Linked DNA regions of Hordeum vulgare: region 2 is linked to region 1. Evidence: chromatin contacts called from public Hi-C data. All regions are on one chromosome and are shown on one strand. The core of a region is the stretch at or near the end of the contact, and the rest is flanking DNA. Distances in the headings are between cores, read along the strand shown. Region 1 overlaps LOC123412491 (ubiquitin-like-specific protease 1D). Region 2 holds the start of LOC123410152.

Region 1 (5,559 bases), core at 2,366-4,865:
CCCATTATACTTCATTTGGATTCACTGAAGTTCCATAGCAGCAGATTGATTTTCAGTGTTGTTGAGAGGTAAGTAAGCAGTCTCAAAAGTCAAAAGAGTTGATGAGTTGTACTGCTTTGTTTTGGCATTAGGCTTTTATTTGTGCAACATAACGACACAAATGGGATACAGCTACTTTGTTTCCTCTATTCTTTTCATACAACAGACCCGAAGTGGTCGGACCCTTCTCCATACCCTGCGTAAGCAGGAGCTACATGCACCGGGCTGCCCTTTTTATTAAAGTATCATTTATTTCATACATTTTTGCATTAGAAGTATATCTTCTGGAAAGTAGACACTATTATTTTGGCATGCCATTACTTTTCTTGTCTAGGGTGTCAAAATTTCGTGATATCCTCACCTTCTCAGTTTTCTGCTGTATTATTTTCATTGTATTCTAAAATTATGTATGTTCATTTGTAGATTCTTAAAACAAGAATGGAATTACTTGAAGGAAAATGGTTCTTTAGCAGAATGTCCTATACGAGAAACGGTGTGGAAGAGCCTTCCTCGTAAAATTGAGAAGAAATCAATTGCGGTAACTTAAGATCTTTTTATGAAATGCGTGTACTGAGATGTGTGCTTTGAGGTTAGCTTTAGCTGATAGAATGTACCTATTATAGCATCCAACAGTTTGTGCATTGCTGTGTCCATTTCAAATCTGAATAACAAAACCATTATTAGATTCAGTCACTCAGGAAAATAGCATCGGACCACCTGTGATTTTCATTTGCGTATTGACAACCTCTTGGAATTTTTGTTACTGTTCATACTAGTGAGTAATTTTTTAATAGCATGTATTGTGGCCGAGAAGGTATTATTTGGTGCCCAGGCTTAGCTGCATCCGCGATAAACAGAACAAAAAAAAAATAATAGAAAAATTCAAAAATATCCGTTTCTTTTTGCATGGAAGATAATTTGGTGCTTGAGGTGCGCTCCAAATTTCAGATCATTTGGACATTTGAGTAGCTCTCGGCAAAAAAGACAAACTTGGGGTCTGTGAAAAAGTTTACTGTTCATGTCTTGTTTTGACCCAATTTGTCTTTTTTTTTTGCTGAGAGCTACTCATATGTCCAAATGATCTGAAATTTGGAGCGCACCTCACGCACCAAGTTATCTTCCATGCAAAAAAAAAGAACCCTGTACATTTTTGAACTTTTTAAGTTTTTTTTGTGAATTTTCTCTCCACCGGGTGCAGATGAGATTGGGCTCAGAAATGGATACAACAACAACAACAACAACAAAGTCTTTAGTCCCAAACAAGTTGGTGTAGGCTAGAGGTGAAACCCATAAGATCTTGCGATCAACTCATGGTTCTCGGCTCAGAAATAGATATTTGAATAAAAGCATGCTGTAGAATTTATCTCTAGCAATTAATATTTGCATGCCTCTATAATTATGGGGTGATTAATATTCATAAGAAAACATGTGACTAATAGATGACATCTAGATACAATGAAGAAAAGCATCATAGGCATGAAAATATCATCTCTCTTTAGATAAAAGAAGGCACACTCTTTCTTTCATTTTTCTCTCTTCCAACTCAGCATGCTGACATCATCCCATTGTGCGTGGCCTAAGACAACAGGTGTGATGTTGCATCAAGTTACAAGTACAGGCTGTAAATTGCTAAATGCATGCATGCAGTGATTTATGAGTTCAGGATATTGTCAAAATGAAATTTTGGGTGGGCATCCAGATTTCTTATAAGTGAATGCCCATTGTTGCTTACATATGCTGTTATAACATGTGCACTATAGATGGTGTATTTGTCTCTCCATGCTGTGATCTTATAGCTCTTACTCTCTTCATTTTTTTCCAGGTTCCGCAGCAGGAAAATGAATTTGACTGTGGCCTCTTTGTTCTGTACTATATGCAACGGTTCATTGAGGAGGCACCTGAAAGGCTTCGCAAGAAAAACCTTTCTATGGTGAGCCACTATCTGTTAGTGTGTTGACCACTTTACGTTATGTGTTTTTGACTGTAGAATACTGAACTGCACGCAGATGTTTCTTGCTCATTTCTTCTCTATTTTTTTTTCTGTTAGTTTGGCAAAACATGGTTTCAACCTGAAGAGGCTTCTGCATTACGAAAGAAAATGAAGACCCTGCTTCATCAGTTGTTTGAGGAAGCGAATCCCAGTAACAACAGTACATCGGAGCAGACAGCGTGTCAGTTGCTTTTGGAAGCTAAATCTGCAAACAATGTAATGGAGCCGGCAACGTCAGAACACCCTTTGGAAGTCGGTTCAGGTTCAGCTGAGGTGGCACCAACGTCTGAACGCCCTTTGGAAGTCGGTTCTGCTGAGATGACACCAACGTCTGAACACCCTTTGGAAGTCAGTTCTGCTGAGATGTCACCAACGCAAGAACATCCTTTGGTGGGCAGTTCGGCTGAGATGACACCAGTGCAAGAACATCCTTCGGTGGGCAGTTCGTCTGAGATGACACCAGTGCAAGAACATCCTTTGGTGGGCAGTTCGGCTGAGATGGAACCAGTGCAAGAACATCCTTTGGTGGGCTGTTCTGGTGAGATGGCACCAGCGCAAGAACATCCTTTGGTGGGCAGTTCGGCTGAGATGGAAACAACGCAGGAACATCCTTTGGCGGGCAGTTTGGCTGAGATGGAACCAACACAAGAACATCATATGGTCGGCAGTTCGGCCGCGCAGAAACCTTTGGAAGGCACTTCGAACCGACCAACAAGTTTTGAGCACCCTTTGGAATGCAGCTGATTGATGTTACCACCTTTGGAGCGACTTACGTTGCCCGTAGAAACCGGCTCGGAATTGTGTATTATAACCGGGAAGGTGTTGTAGCCTGCATCTGTAGGCAACTTTGAGGAAGGGGTGGTGTTGCATAGCTGAACGTTACAGTTAATGTATCCACGGGAGCTTCCGTGTATATAAAATATCAGTAGGAAAACTGGTGGGTGTATGACGATATGAGTCGCTCAGGGTCGGCTTAATTTGTTGTTTAGTTTTTTTAGCCAGGCTGGGAGAGCACAATCTAAGGCTCTGATTAGACCATGTTTTTCAAGCCAGTTGGCGAGTTGCCATGTTCCGTGTTCTTTAGTTCTGCAAACACTTATGGATTTTACGTGTTGTGCCAAAGGGCGCAAGCAGGTGTGGAGATGAGCAGGTTTGTAGATTATAAGTACCAGATCTCGCCCTGAAGCGTTAAGAGTTGATCTACACGGTTGTTTAGTTACACAACAACACATTCGCCTACTTGCGACTTAGGCCTCCTCGTCCTTCCTCAACCAGTTCGATCGGACATGACCAGGAACGCGCCGGCAATTTGCGGCTGCCCAGCCATCCGTGTGCCGACTGATACGGCGAGATAAGTCGAGGTTAACTGGATTTGGGGATTTTAATCAGTGGACACACGCACACAAATTTGTGGTTTGTAATCTGCAGGGATATAGAAAAGCGAGGACGTTTTGAGCAGCTTCATTCATGAAAAACGAGCGTGCCTTCAACGTCGCAGCAAAGAAGGGGACTCCAGCCTGAAGACCATGGCGTTTCAGTCTGCCGGAGCCCACAACCAAGCATAGGGGTAGGAGGAGATCGGATCCCCCTGCCGGAGCCCACAACATAGGGGGAACCACTTCCTCGGGACGTCGTTAAGGAGCACAGTAGAGTGAGAGGACCGGAGATTTTTATCCATCCAGTCACACCACAGCGTGGGAAACCACCGCGCGAGCATGATCGTCCACATACTCGCCGAGTTGATGCAGTCAAAGGCTTTGTCGAAGTTACACTTGAAGACAAGCGTGGGGGCAGCCCGCTTAAAACATCACTACACCATTTTCGAGGCGTGGACGAAATTTTCACCAATGCTGTGCGCGGGGATAAACCTGGACTGGTCCTCGTCGATGGTCTCACAGATCTGCAGCTGCAGCCGCGAGGTGAGCCTGCGCCAGAGAGTCTTGATATCCGTGTTTTGGAGAGAGACAGGTGGAAGGAGGTGGATGTCGCCTAGAGGGGGGGGGGGGGGGTGAATAGGCGCTTTAAAATAATTACGGTTTAGACTTGAACAAAAGCGGAATAAAACTAACATTTAATTTGTCAAGCACAAAACCTAAAACAACCAGGTTCACCTATGTGCACCAACAACTTATGCTAAGCAAGATAAACAATTAGGTTATAGGAAGATATACAACAAGAAATAATATGGCTATCACAAAGTAAAGTGCATAACTAAAGAGCTCGGTGAGAGATGTTAGAGTTATAATATAAGTCATGTACCCTTTTGTATTTAACCAAATATATAAGGGGTTTCCTGCATATAGTCCACCATCCGTACATGTATATATACCGGTTTATGGCCTCATGGGAATACAAGTTGCTTTCCTAACACACGTGAGAGGGGGTGTTACAGTATATGTGGATTGCACCAGTCCATTCCATCGGTTCGGACTTTTGGTTGCGTTGGCTAGTGCATGAAGCTTAACATGGTATTAGAGCCTAGGTTTTCTTAGCACGCGCAACTCGTGCTCCTCCCGATCTAATTCCCAGCCGCCGTCGCTCCTGTCTCCGTCGAAGACTCGTGGCTGTCTCTTCTCCGAATCCCGCTCCAACTGCGTCTCGTCATGGTGACAGAAGGACCCCCTCTTCTACCGCTGGAGGGAGCCCCGTCCCAGCCTCGATCTCGTCCAGAACCGACTCTGCTCTCGCGGCGGTTCCAGGTCTTCAGGCACCAATCCGCTCCCTGGATCTCGCCCAACCTCGATCCGACTCTGCTCTCGCGGTGGTTCCAGGTCTTCAGGCGCCAATCTCGCTCCTCCCCGGCGCCATGCAACGCGCCGCCAGGATCCGCGCCGCGCCGTGCCGTGATGTCCGAGGGACGCGCCACCAGTCCGCCCCGACCTACCGCCTGGATCGGATCTCTCGGCCACCACGGGACCAGCCGCCCCGACCTACCGCCTGGATCGGATCTCTCGGTTCCCACTGCCCCGGCCGACGCGGTTTTTGCCCTCGAGAACGATTCCAGATCGGCTCGATCCCGTTGACTGATTTCCTTTCCTAAAAAAATAAAAAAAAATGTCCACTGCATCTGGCTATGTTGCTGTCCCTCGCTGTTCGGTGATCTTTGATGGTACTAACTACGCCGAGTTCACTGGCTTCATGCGCATTCACATGCGTGGCATCCGTTTCTAGGGAGTTCTCTTTGGCGAGGTCTGTTGTCCGCCACGTACGGTTCCTCCTGTGGCTCCCACTCCTCCGACTCCACCGGTTCTTCCCGCGGATGCTCCTCAGGCTGCGAAGGACGCGGCTAAGGTTGCTAATGAGGCTGCTATTCGTGCTTATGATGAGAATGTTTTGACTTATGAGGTGGCTCTTCAGGTGTATCATGGTGCTTTGTCTGTTTACACCGAGTGGCTTGATGATGATGACCGTTCTGCAGCTGTTCTCACTGCCAGTGTTTTGCCTCAGTTTGCCTCTGAGTTTCTGGGCCTTCCTACTGTCTTTGAGATGTGGACTCGCCTTCGTCAGCACTATGAGCCCTCTGGTGATGC
Region 2 (5,618 bases), core at 785-3,284, 350 kb after region 1:
AGCTACTTGTTCTAGGTGAAGCTCAACCTTAACAGGTCTTCACTGAAATGCTGGTATATTAAAACAGTGATTGGAACGAGGGAACACGATGTGCCCTTGAGATCTGGTGGGGGATTGTTGAAATTTGGAGGTGGGCCTTAGGCCCACTAGAGAATTTCAGAAAATCTACAAGGGCCCATGTAGGTGGTGGCATGGCAAGGTGGTGGGAGTTTAGTCCCACCCCGCTAGTGGAGGAGAGTTTGGACCCCTTTATAAGGGTCTCTCTTCCACATGCTATTGGAGAGTGAGAAGAGAAGGTGCCCTCGCGCACTCCTCCTCCGCCGCCCGCCTCGTCACGACGCGACGCGACGCGACGCGGGTTGCGGGAATGAGCCGAGCCGAGCTCATACCTACGCGCTTATTTTTGCTGGTCAGGAACGGAGAATACGGCACGCGATCGCCTACCCTAGCCGTCACGAAATCAGATCACATCTGCCTCACGCGTTCGTTCCTTGAACTGCTGCTGCCGCCGGCGACTCCGTCCCGTTTACCGCGTACACGGTCAACAGGAGAGCAGGCCTCCGAAACCTCGCCTCTCCGGTTCCTGTACGGGAGAGGGGCGATTAGGTTTTTGGGGAGCGATCACGCGACTGCTCGCCTCCGTCCGTCTGCTTCGTCTACGTCCGCGTCGCCCTCGTCATCGCCATGTCTTCACCAAGCGAAGCTGATCGTCTCCGCGAGGAAGCCGAGAAGAAGACGGCAGAGGATACTGCCTCCGCCGCCGCTGCTGCTGCTACGGCCAACTGGCCGATTGGAGGGTATGACTCGTTTATCCTCTTGTTCGTATTTATTCTAGCAGTACTACTTGTTTGCATAGATGTATCCACTATATGCGTAGTATGTGCTAGGTTAGCTCAAGATCAGTATGTCATTAGTCTAGTCAATGCCATGCTAGTTATTATTTTGTGGATTAATCTACTCGGAAAATTGCCTATTTACTCAACAGATATGTACTCCCTCCATCTGAAATTACTTATCACAAAAATATATACAAATGAATGTATCTGGAATTAAAATATATCTAGATACATCCATTCCTTTAACAAGTATTATCGGATGAACGGAGTATCATTTAGTAGGCTTCTTTTGTTGTGCCCCCAGCTAGTACTATCTCATTTATTTTCATCTGAACCTTGTTGTTTATTTGAACGTCCGGTTTCAGTTGTGGTTGTATCGTGGTTGACTTTATTTATGAAGCGGGGCAAGATGCCTTTTTCTGTAGATACTTCTCGAGATCAATAGTTTATTAGGTCACACTCGGACGTTAGTCCTCTACTTACTTCTTTTCTCTTATGTTATGAGCTTATTTGTTTCTTATATAGTACGTGTATGTCAATCAATAAAAGCAGCCGATAGTTGTATGCACTTTGTAACAATACATTTGAAGTCATGAAACATGCTATGATGTCGCTTGGCATCACAGCTTGTGGGTAGAGCCGCCACTGATACACCGAGATCGAAGATAAGCTTTTTAGCTGATAAATCAGTAGAGGGATTGAACTGGAGAAAGCTATTTGTTAATCGTGAGTTTATATTAAAGAAAACGAGATTAATTTCTGCCGGGACAAAACACAGCATATCTGACGAGCACAATAGTTAGATCATCGAACTGAGCGGCAACATCATGTTTTGGAAGAAAATAAAGTAATGGACAGCTTAGAAATACCCAAAGATACATCAACAAATAGGTTGCGATTGCATTCCCGGATAACTTTTCAGCGGATTATGAACCCAAATTTTATTCTCGCACGCTCAACTACGGATTTGCAAAAAACTTATGAAGTATTATAGTATCTTTTACGTACCTGTGAGGCGTCCAGCTGATAGTCTTGGGGAAGCAGAGACGTGAGCTTGGAGCACAGATCTTCCACCTCCGTGCTCCCACTCGCCTTCCTCCCCGCATCGTTCCTGCCGAACGCCATGTTCGTCGCCCCTCCGTCTCCTCCCCTTCTCTTCATGCTCGTGAAGCCAACTAGACTTCCCTTCTTGAAAGACCCAGACCTCTCTTCTTATAGACCCATCGATTTGGCGTATGCACATGCATGAAACATGACAGTGGGGCTACCGACCACTTGTGCAACTAGCCAGGCCGCTAAGGTTGCATGGACTATGTGATTTGGTGCTTGTGGCCACCTGTGCAATTGAATTTACACGGATAGGGACGTAGAATGTTTGTCATGTATCTAAGTTTTACTTTTCACGGCCACTGTATAGTTGCCTTCCCCATTTTCCATTGTCCAAGGTTTTTAGGCTGACAAGTTTTTTTTTTTTTTTTTTTGAAAAGGAGGATGACACCTGTCTCTGCATCTGGACGATACATGCAGTTAATTTATTAATTATTCGTAAAGACCTTATAAAATAATACATCAGTATGCATGTCTGACATCTTTGCAACATTTGTCGCTAATTCTAACCACTTGATGAAGGGGTGCCGAATGTTCGAGGCGAATACCAAGCAAGACCTCGCAGGAACGGCTAACATCTAAAACCGAAGGTCCAACCAAGCTTCTTGTCGAGTCTGGGGTACACACAGGTCTGGCGCACTCTGAGAAGCCGCCGCTGCCGTCTTCCACCGATCCATTTTTAGAGCAGGCACTCACGCATTGACCTTGCCAGGTCTTCCGTTGAAGCCACCACGGTGCCAGACAACGTCACCTCCCTCCGCATGTCCATCATCATACAACCGTCGTCGATACCCTCCTGCATCACATTGCCGAGACTCCACATCATCAATGTGTGACATGAGACGCCGATCCACCATTAAAACCGTCCACCGATCCCTCGACCCAATGCACACACCAAGGAGGAAACGACACAAGAGCGCCGCCATCATTTGATCAAGGGTTATCCCCTGGAGGCAGGTGTAGGAGTTGGGAGCTTCACCTCGATGACGCCTTTACGAAGGAAACAATGTAAAGGGCGTCACCATCACCGGTGGGTTTTCACCCGGATCCATTGCAAGAACATCCCACTCACAACCTGTGCATCTGCAAGACCACCTTCAAAGCCCCAGAGTTGGCCGTCCAGATCCAGCGATCGTCCACAATCGCACTGCCACCATAGTGTATCCTGATGCTCCGGCCACTGCCGAAGGGCGCCACAACTAGAACATGGAGAGAGGGCTGCCACCCCATCGCGCCATGTCGGAAGAGACATTAGGATGAATCCCAAGCACACTCTTCACCGTCCCTGTACCGAACAGGATCTGGGGTCGAACGTCAGACCCGCCGGAGCAGCTCCGTCTTGGACATGGGTACACCCATGCTATGCAGCCGAGGATGATCTGGGCCTCACTGTCCGCCACCGCCCGGGGCCGCCACCAGGGCCGGCCCAAGGGAGGGACGAGCGGGGCGGCCGTCCCGGGCCCCCCAAAAGTTAGGGGGGCCTCCCAGGTATATACTTAGGCATACAGGTCTTCAGCGGCAACACTCGAGCGAATTTATTTTTGAAGCCAATCTCAGCGGCAGCGCTCCTGCTAAGTCTAAGAAGTAAAACTGTAAAAGTAGATACAATGGGTGTGGCCATGTTTGCAAGCACTTGGAGACTGTTGGGTAGGAAAGGAATCGTTCGATTCACTAATCATGATTTCCTACCCCTCAAAAAAAAACAAATCATGATTTCCTCCTGTAACTTCAGACCGTTCGGTCTTTCCCTGCCCTCTAGGCTCTTGCTAAATGAACGACTCAATGACTGCGGCGGCAAGTATGTCTCGTTGCACTCTCTTCCCTAGCATATTCTTCTTCCTGTTTCTTTTCTTCTAATCCCGATTTCCAAATTCTCAAACAGGTTTACAGGAAATTGTTGATAAGGCGTTGATGTGATGCAGATTTCTATTTTTTGCGGATGATGTGGTATAGATCTCTTTGAGTGTGGTTCTGGTTTCCATCATGGCTGCTATATATTTTTCAGACGGATTCAACAATGATGGCACATACGGTCTAATTAACTCTTATTTTCTCATTCGCACAATTAGGTATGGTTGACTTCGTAATTTCAGTATTGTTAATTTGATTTATGTGGATATGATGGGAATTAATATTTGAACATATGAATCAATTTTTTCACATGAGTCATATGAATTTACTTATCTATTCTAATTTGTCCGATACTCCTATTTGGGATAACAATCTTACAATTGTCATTAGTTAGTGCAGAAACTAAACTATACTCAAATTTTTATGTTCGGACTATAGATAGACTTACCTTTGCTTATCTATCTAATCTTTTGGTATCTGAACCTACAGTTTACTCCAATACTTATAGTAAAGCTTGAAACTAAATATGGCATTTTGCATTTCTAAAGAGACCTTATGATAGCCACACACACAAATTTCTCTACTTTTTTCATACCCCATTGTTTTAGTGTTTAGGTTAAAGGCCCCGTGTTTTAGTGTAGCCTGGCCCCCAAAAATCTTAGGACCGGCCCTGGCCGCCACTCTGACATTTGTCGCGGCACGATGAGGCGACCATCCCGACCAGGCCATGACCGGAGGCCACCACCGCATGAACCCGGCTTGAATTGCCCGGTGCTCCACGGCGTCCTGACCATGCCGTCACCACCGTCCTACCATTAAACGGCCATGCCGCCGCCCACAGCAAGCCACGTCACTGCCAATATCCAGATCGATCACGCCTCCTCGCGGGATGACATCCGCCCCACCTCCTTCATCATGAGTATGGAGGGGATCCCCGCCACTGCTATCTGACATCGGGCTTAGCCTGATGGCACCCTCCGACAACAACGGAGGGAGAGGAGGGTGGAGGAAGGAGCGTGGCGGCTAGGATTTGGGGGCACTTGAGTCGTACAACATTTCAATTCAGCCCAAACATAATTATTTTATGGTGAAATGAAGGCCCGATGCCAATTCATCGGTGAAATGGATCATGGCTCGAAGTGTCCTTGGCTCGGGGTTTGACGATATGCTTCCCTCCTCCCCTATACATGCATGTGACGGTGGCGCTATCTCGATCATTTCTGCTTGCTCACAGGGTTTGGTGCTTCTCGGCCAGGAGCGAACCTTTCCGAGGATAGACCGGTGGGGGTGTTGTGGCGAATTTCGATGGTTTCATTTAGTAGACATGAGATAATTTTTGGTTTGTTGTTTTAGTCTATTCTAGTTATAGTTATGTCACTCTTGTGTTTTTGCTTGGCGACACGTAGGCTAGCGGCTTCCAGCAGTGCATTCCTTGTTCATTGTTGGCAATATAATGTCCGCTTGTGCAGTCTACTTTCTTTTATCAACCGTGTAAGAGAGGTACGTATCTCAACACCTTGTATTTTCTTTTATCAACCGTGTAAGAGAGGTACGTATCTCAACACCTTGTATTGTTTGACAATTGGGATGTTTCCACAAAGTGGCACCAAAGACTATTTTGTGATTATCTTATGCCTTCATAGTTTTATGAGTATGGCGGACATGTGCCCGTCAATGGTATAACTTATGAGTGAATAGGGACGGAGCTCCCATGTAGGCAATGCTTTTAATTGATACGAATGGTTTTAAAAATTTCTTAGTTAATTTTATATTAATCAATGTTTATTTTGTTTATGTTATGTGGACCAGCCCATCAAACGTGGT

What was found. Hi-C and Micro-C count contacts between places; a contact is called where the count stands out from the background.
Region 2: a contact with region 1 is called in a Hi-C map of leaf, with 2.3 times the contacts expected there. The contact joins the promoter of LOC123410152 here to the enhancer-like site in region 1. A contact is called at or near these places in 2 of 6 Hi-C or Micro-C datasets (leaf and seedling).

Annotation. Positions count from the first base shown.
Region 1 is chr7H:152,976,401-152,981,959 of MorexV3_pseudomolecules_assembly, forward strand. It overlaps LOC123412491 (ubiquitin-like-specific protease 1D), which reads left to right. Exons shown (of 14, transcript XM_045105437.1): 11 at 1-68; 12 at 463-577; 13 at 1,862-1,969; 14 at 2,087-3,067. The coding sequence ends at 2,773. Among protein-coding and RNA genes, the nearest start is that of LOC123412492, 20 kb to the left of the region's middle. Within about 2 kb of position 3,616, at least 2 of the 3 cell types and tissues checked have open chromatin away from gene starts, as enhancers often do. A contact at or near this core is called in leaf, where this site is marked.
Region 2 is chr7H:153,323,715-153,329,332 of MorexV3_pseudomolecules_assembly, forward strand. It overlaps LOC123410152, which reads right to left and starts at 2,035. Exons shown (of 3, transcript XM_045103048.1): 1 at 1,845-2,035. The coding sequence starts at 1,997.